Regions from separate parts of the Danio rerio genome. Here region 2 is linked to region 1. Evidence: chromatin contacts called from public Hi-C data. All regions are on one chromosome and are shown on one strand. Each heading gives the region's core, a stretch centred on a gene start, on an enhancer-like site or on the middle of the called end of the contact. The rest is flanking DNA. Distances are from core to core; before and after follow the strand shown.

What was found. A called contact is a pair of places that touch in the nucleus more often than the background predicts.
Region 2: a contact with region 1 is called in a Hi-C map of an unstated tissue, with 2.7 times the contacts expected there. The contact joins two enhancer-like sites. A contact is called at or near these places in 5 of 18 Hi-C or Micro-C datasets (caudal fin, embryo, fibroblasts and 1 more).

What each region holds. Positions count from the first base shown.
Region 1 is chr1:38,763,678-38,767,275 of GRCz12tu, reverse strand. frem3 (Fras1 related extracellular matrix 3) reads left to right here. Exons shown (of 24, transcript NM_001137659.1): 4 at 225-455; 5 at 716-841; 6 at 1,423-1,674. It also overlaps a transcript of hhip not described here. Among named protein-coding and RNA genes, the nearest start is that of frem3, 20 kb to the left of the region's middle. Within about 2 kb of position 2,340, at least 16 of the 62 cell types and tissues checked have an H3K27ac peak or open chromatin away from gene starts, as enhancers often do.
Region 2 is chr1:39,031,571-39,035,006 of GRCz12tu, reverse strand. No RefSeq gene overlaps it. Among named protein-coding and RNA genes, the nearest start is that of si:ch211-194g2.4, 13 kb to the right of the region's middle. Within about 2 kb of position 1,671, at least 5 of the 62 cell types and tissues checked have an H3K27ac peak or open chromatin away from gene starts, as enhancers often do.

The DNA of each region.
Region 1 (3,598 bases), core at 1,091-3,590:
CTTTTACAAGTTGGGCCTTCTGCGTTTGGTATTTTTACAGACCTGTAAACCCTTACTTACACCACAGGCTTTTGCTGTTTTTAAAATAAATGGTAGTAAATTAGTCAGTCGACATCTATACCGTCACAATGCTGTAGTCCTGCTCTTTCAATAATCACATCACAAACAATCAATCTGAGTTATTTTGTAGTTTAAAGTATCCAAACAGTGTTTTCCTTCCCTAGGCATTGGCACTAAAGATGGCACAGCAAAACAAGACAAAGACTTCCGTGGCAAAGCTCAGAAACAGGTCCAGTTTAATCCTGGACAGACCTCTGCAACCTGGAAGGTGAAGATTTTCACAGACAAAGAGTTTGAAACTTCAGAGGTTTTTGCAATCCAGCTCTCAGAGCCAGTAATGGCTGTTCTTGAATACCCTGACAAAGCCACTGTGGAGATTGTGGATCCTGATGATGGTAATTACATAATACGTAACAATTTCTTCATTTGTCAATGTTTTGTATAATACATAGGCCTATAGTGCTGGTTCCAGAGTGTGTGCATCAAAATGAAGTATCTCGTTTTCTCAGAAGAATGGAAGCAACTACTGTAGATAGAAACAACTGAAATAACACTAATCATTTTGAAATAAAATTGATCTAATCTTATTACATTAATATTAAAATGTTCCATTATATTTGCCTACATTTTAACATGTGAATGTATCTCTTTCCAGAGTCTACAGTGTTCTTCCCACAAGCAGAATATCAAATAGAAGAGGACATAGGAGAACTATTAGTCCCAGTTCACAGATCAGGAGACGTCAGCCAAGAATTGATGGTTCTTTGTTACACACATCAAGGTACAATATGAAAATACAATATGCCTTAGTTTTTGACTCCTATGATAACTCAGAAATCTTATTAAAACTTATAAAACTTTACAATTATGTGAATAATGTGTCTTAAGTCTTAAGTTTGTGTGTGTGTGTGTGTGTGTATGTGTGTGTGTGTGTATGTGTTTGTGTGTGTGTGTGTATGTGTTTGTGTGTGTGTGTGTGTGTGTGTGTGTGTGTGTGTGTGTGTGTGTGTGCGTGCATGCGTGCGTGCGTGCGTGCGTGTCACAAGTCAGTGATTAATTTTAACCATTTAGCCTGACATGTTTACTGCTCCAAAATATTATAAATGTTTCTTAAAATAAAATAAATTGTGTTTAATAGGGAAAAAAGTATTTTTGTTTTGTTTTGTTTTGTTTTGTTTTACCCAGACATTTAAAATAACTTATTTTTGTGCAGTAATCATAATACCGTGATCCAGTGAAAACGTGGTATTTTTTATTCAAGGTTATCATGACGTCAATATGTTATATCGACCCATGCCTAATTCTGACATATTGACAACTAAAAGTCTCTTTGTATAAAAAGAAGATATCCTTCTTTTACAGGCAGTGCAACAGGAACCACCCCCAGCACCGTGCTCTCCTATTCAGACTACATCACACGACCCGAGGACTACACCAGTATTTTGCGTTTTGACAAGGATGAGCAGGAAAAGTCATGTCGCATTATAATCATTGACGACTCCCTTTATGAGAAAGAAGAGACCTTTAATGTGTCCCTCAGTATGCCTATGGGTGGCCAATTAGGAGCCAAGTTCCCCAGCACCAAAGTGGTCATCTTGGCTGATAATGATGATGGTGAGTCGGCTATATCTACCATTCCAAAGTTTAAGGATCAAAAGGGGTTTTTGAATATAATATCTACAATGCTCACACAAGATGCATTTATTTGATAAAAAATATTAATATATTAAAATTTAAAATAACTTTTCTGCTTTTTTTATTTTAATGTATTTAAAATGCAATTTATTCACATTTCCTGCAGTCGTTATTTTTATTTTAAAAAAAAGCTGATCCGATGTTCAGAAAACATGTCTTTTATCAGGTGTTTTTATTTTTTTCACAATGTAAACGTATTTGTGGTCACACTTATTATTTTATTGAACAATTCCTATACTCATACAGTAGAACTGCAAGTCAGTCCAACTGTATTCTGTATTTTCTCAATAATACAAACAAGTTCTTTCATGTCATTAGAGTTTAAAAGTGACGTCTTTATCCTTGTAAAGACACAAAACCATTAACAAATCTTACCTATACTTAATTTCGCTTGTCTTTTTTTATTATACTTGCTTTGAAAGGATAACTTGCCACAAAACAATCAATCTTTACTTTGTGGTCATACCACTGTTGTTCTTGTCAGAATGGTAACTCAATAACCCAAAACAAGTTGAGAGAGCACAATTGAGGCCCCTACGACCTCTGTAATGACCCATGATCCTCAGTGACGTCACTGAAAAAGGTTTCTGAACATCCTGTCCATGCAGGATTTAGGATTTGTGTGCACAACTCAAAAGAGCTTGGTGGAAGCAATAGGTTGCCATCTGCTAATTCTTATATTCTAATTTAATGTCCTGAACCAAAATTTACATCTTGACATTTCTCATATGTTCAGTGTGTCACTATTAAAGAGGTGTTTTACCTGACTCTTAAACAGTCTAGTAGTCAAAAGCACTTCCATCCTCCACAATTTGGGAAATTACCCCAGAAGATATTTATGTGTAAATAATGTAAGTGCATGCCTAGACTCTATTTTTCAGAAGCAGCTATTGAAGATTAATGTGCAGATTGTAGCTTAGCGTCTTGGTGGGTCTGGAATGGCCTGGTAGTATATTTGTGTCTAGTTGTAGGGGGGATGGGAACACTGTTGGATAGACTTGTGGTCTGGATGCCAGCCAGAGTTGGAATCTTTTTGTTGTGTCTCTGACTTGCTGTCTATGGAGGTGTCACTTCCCTCTTTTTCTTTGTATGGTCCCTCAAACTTATGGCCTCTACCCCCAGCCCCAAAAAAGCCCTTTTCCCCCAGCATTCATTTATCTTGGGCTGATACTGATATTGCTCTAGAAGCCTTTCAGACCTCCCAAACTAACACACGCAAACATAATCACTTACCCAAGTGAATCTTGACTGAAGTAGACTCAGAGATGACGTTTCATCACTCAGATGAGACGTTGGTAATGATGGTAGGTTTCCTGTGCTGTCTTGGAGGTGATGGCAGATCCAGATCTTTGTCTGAAGCACTAATGGGTCAGAACAACTCTTTGTAAGAGGATCTCTTGAAGGTTTTGAAAACAATAGCCTTAAATCTCATTTTAGCTACCTAATGAGGGCACTTATTTTCTTATATATTCAAGTCTGATTAAAGTCCACAATGAAAATGTTATTTAAACATAAAACAAAATACAGTTTTAAGGTTTAAAAGTAATTAAAACTAAGAAAAATATGCAATACAAGTATTATTAGTAACCACTGATCGCAATGAATTTGGCATAAAAGTACAAATCGTGGTTCCAATAAACCACATGACATTTTTGGAAAAAGTATCAAGTCATTCTGAATGACATGGATCATCAACTTGTGCTGTAAACTTGATTACTACCATCCTTAGAGCAAACAAGAGTGCATCAAATGCTGAAATTTAATCAATTCAATTGAACAACTTTTTATGCTGATCATATAACGTGACAAAAAACAATGCATATTAATTTAGAAAAATATATAA
Region 2 (3,436 bases), core at 422-2,921, 270 kb before region 1:
TCTTACATCATTACAGCTTTCATATTCAGGCCGGTGTGACCGCTTCACAAGTTGCAGGTCTGTGTTTTTTTTTTAAAGGAATGATTATTAGCTCAATAGTAGACTTTGTGGATGTCTGGATTCCCTCTTAAATAATATGTTCAATTTAATTAAATTCAATTCAGCTTTATTTGTATAGCGCTTTTACAATGTAGATTGTGTCAAAGCAGCTTCACATAAATGGTCATAGTAATTGGAACAGAGTAGTTCAGTTTTTAGTGTTTAAGTTCAGTGCAGTTTAGCTCAGTTCAGTGTGGTTTAAAATATGGTGTGTGCTAGAGTTCAAGGCAACTTGCTTTTTGTCCTTTATCACTAATTATTTAGATGACATGATTTGGTCTTTCAAAAGATAACGACTTGGTTTCTTGAGTTTACATAAAGTGTTCAAACTAACCCAACTGATTAAAAAATCTAGTAGATCTTACATGTGATATTTGGAATTTCTTCATTCTTTTTTAACACAAAAGAAAATATTTTGAAATATGCTTGTACCTGGCACCTATTAACTCCCATTGTAACTTTCCCTACTATGGAAGTTGATGGGTGTCAGTGGCCGGCATTCTTCAGAGTACTTTCATTCGAGTTAAAAAATGAGAAAGAAACTAGGGCTGGGCCGATAAATGATATTATATCGAATTGTGATGAAATTTATGTTAATAACAACGATAAGCCCTGCACTTTTCACTCTATATTGGTCTAAGAGCCAATCACAAAGCAGAAATGTGCAACAATGGCAAGTTAAAAGTGTGCTGATATTAAAGATGTATCATCAAAAATTTATCAGCCAAAAATATGTTATACCATTTAATGGACCCTCCAATTAGTCTGGCTTCAGTCATTGTACGCTTTTAAATCTGGAAGCATTAACAACTTACAGTTTATCGAAAGATATATCGCTATTGTTCAGTATGGAAAATAATTATCGAGATTGCATTTTTGCCACATCGCCTAGCCTTAGAAGAAACTCAATTAAGTTTTGAACAAGTGAGGGATGAGCAAATGGTAACTAAATATTTGACCAACACATTTGATGATAAACTCATAAAAGTTTAAAACCACACAAGATATGCCTTTTAATTTACCACATTTGTTTGGAATTGGAAACTTAGCTTTTTTGTTTTACTCTATATTTATCATTTTATTTGATATTTTCTTCAATACAATTCATATTTTTTTAAAAAGTTCAGTTAAATAAAAGAAAAACAAGCACACAAAAATATAATTTAGTAGGGTTCATTTATCCATTACATTTAAAGGTTCAGACACACTTTACATTTTCACTATTCAAAAACAACAATAACATGCATGGATCACTGCTTAATATAGCAGAGTGAAATTTGAACAAAATTTTTTTTACTAATGTTGATTATTTGTGCTTTTAGATTCAAGTGCTTTTTGTTTTACCAAAAAAAGAATATTGAATATATAAGAATATATAAGAATATAAGATTTTGACCCACTTAAGTGTAGGTTTTTAGGCTGTGCAATATAGGGTTAAAATGTCCACATTACAAGCCTTAGTGTCACAACAGGACGTACTTTCAGGACTTTCAGGAAATGCTTAAGACTTGTAGTACTTTCTTCTATAACCGGGCAGGTGGCCACTTCAATCACTAGGCTAAGCTCTCGGAAACAGCGCGTTACGTCTCACAGAGTGGGTGCGTGCCGGAGACCAGTCCCCACCGGGAAACTTGTAGTGCAGCAGTAATCGTGGAAAGTCTTGAGGATGAAAAAGGCTGTTTGTGATCACCCTAAGTGAATGGGACAGCACGAGTAATACAGGGGTCTGTGTGGTTTTATAGTTCAGTGCCTGTGTTTTGAGCGTGCGCTCTTTTCAGCAACGTGGGTGGCGGGTTACACTATCATCCCTCCACCCTCCAACTCCCCTCAGCTCTGTATTGTCATTGGCTCTTTGCAGGCCTTCTACTCATTACTCAGCTGCTTGGAAAATGGTAATATTGTTTTTTTATATAATGAAAGCCGAGCTGAGGGCTGAATTCCTAAATAGATGTGGCCAAAGAGTTGCTGGAGCTGCAGATGTCCAAATTAGATTTACATATTAATTATTTTCACTTAACTTAGCAGCAATAGCAGCAAGCAGTGTTACATTAGCACAAGTGTCCGCCCTTTCGCTCTGCCCAAGTGTCACATAAACAGAACTGAGAAAAATAACTAGAAAGACAGAGAGAAACTTTCCACCGCTGTGTGCGTTTCTTTTCCTCCCCAGGTTGATTTTCACTCCCTCCTTTCCTCTCGTAGCTTCCTCCACTTGTTTGCTTATTATTTGTAGTGCCAAGCTTGGCGTTAAATCTTATTTTTCGGTAAATAAACCAGTTTCTGGTAGGAATTACATACAACTTGGTGTGAGGTCTGCTTCATAAAAAGGGGCCTGGAACCTTTTATCTGAAATGTTTTCTGTTTGTGTCCTTTGTATAGATGCTTTCTGACAGCTTTGAATGAAAAAGAGCAGGTTTTATCGCGTTTCTTGTGGTGAGTTTGTGGAATTTTTTCCCCTCTCCAGGCATTGTGGTCAGAATTATTCGACGTGGCTCTATGTTCCCCCATTTCATTCCTTTGTTCTCGGCTGTCCCGTAAGTAGTTCCAGGGTTTGGAGTACTCTCTCTTTTCCTGTGAAGGTCCAATGTGACACCTGCTGTGGTGAACTTGAATTGAGTAGTCTACAAGTTTAAGAGTCTGGATGCAGCTGCCCATTCCCACTTCTGCCAGTGCTTTCAGCATAAAAGCAAGTCTTATATTTTATTCTTTATTTCCTTAATGTTTTATTGTCAGCTTGTCTATGATTTCTGTACTCTTGAATGCAGAATTCAGATAACATGAGATCTATGAGATAAAGGGTTTCATTGAAACATCTTGATAAAGGGTTAGAGAACATCTTTCCACCAGAGGTCAGTATTTTACTAAGCAGTACTGATGTCAGGCGCTATTGAGGGAGTGCAATATGGAGTAGTTTTCAGTAATTAGACACTTCCCCTTAAAATAAATGTTATGTATTCAAGTGCACAAAGTGAAAAAAAAAAACTTGTGACCAAATCCAAGGTTTTAATTATGCCCTTATGTCCAGACAATTATATTTCAGCACCCTGGGTTGCCTTCAGGGGTGTCAAAATGAATTGTTTCTTCGGTACACCAAGATGTGGACAGTTTGGTATCGGTTTAGCAATAGATCATAACCGGTTATTACGTATTGATGTCATTTATCTGATATGCACTATATTGCGGTAGCTTACTATGCTGAGGGAGGCGACAGCGAGTAAAAAAAAAAATGCTTCAACTACTTACACTGTCACTGAAGGTACAGCAAAGCCCCTATTTCACTGCGATTGAGAAAAAGAAGGTAAACTCCATCTTTGTCTCTCTCACTCTCCTTCTCACTGTG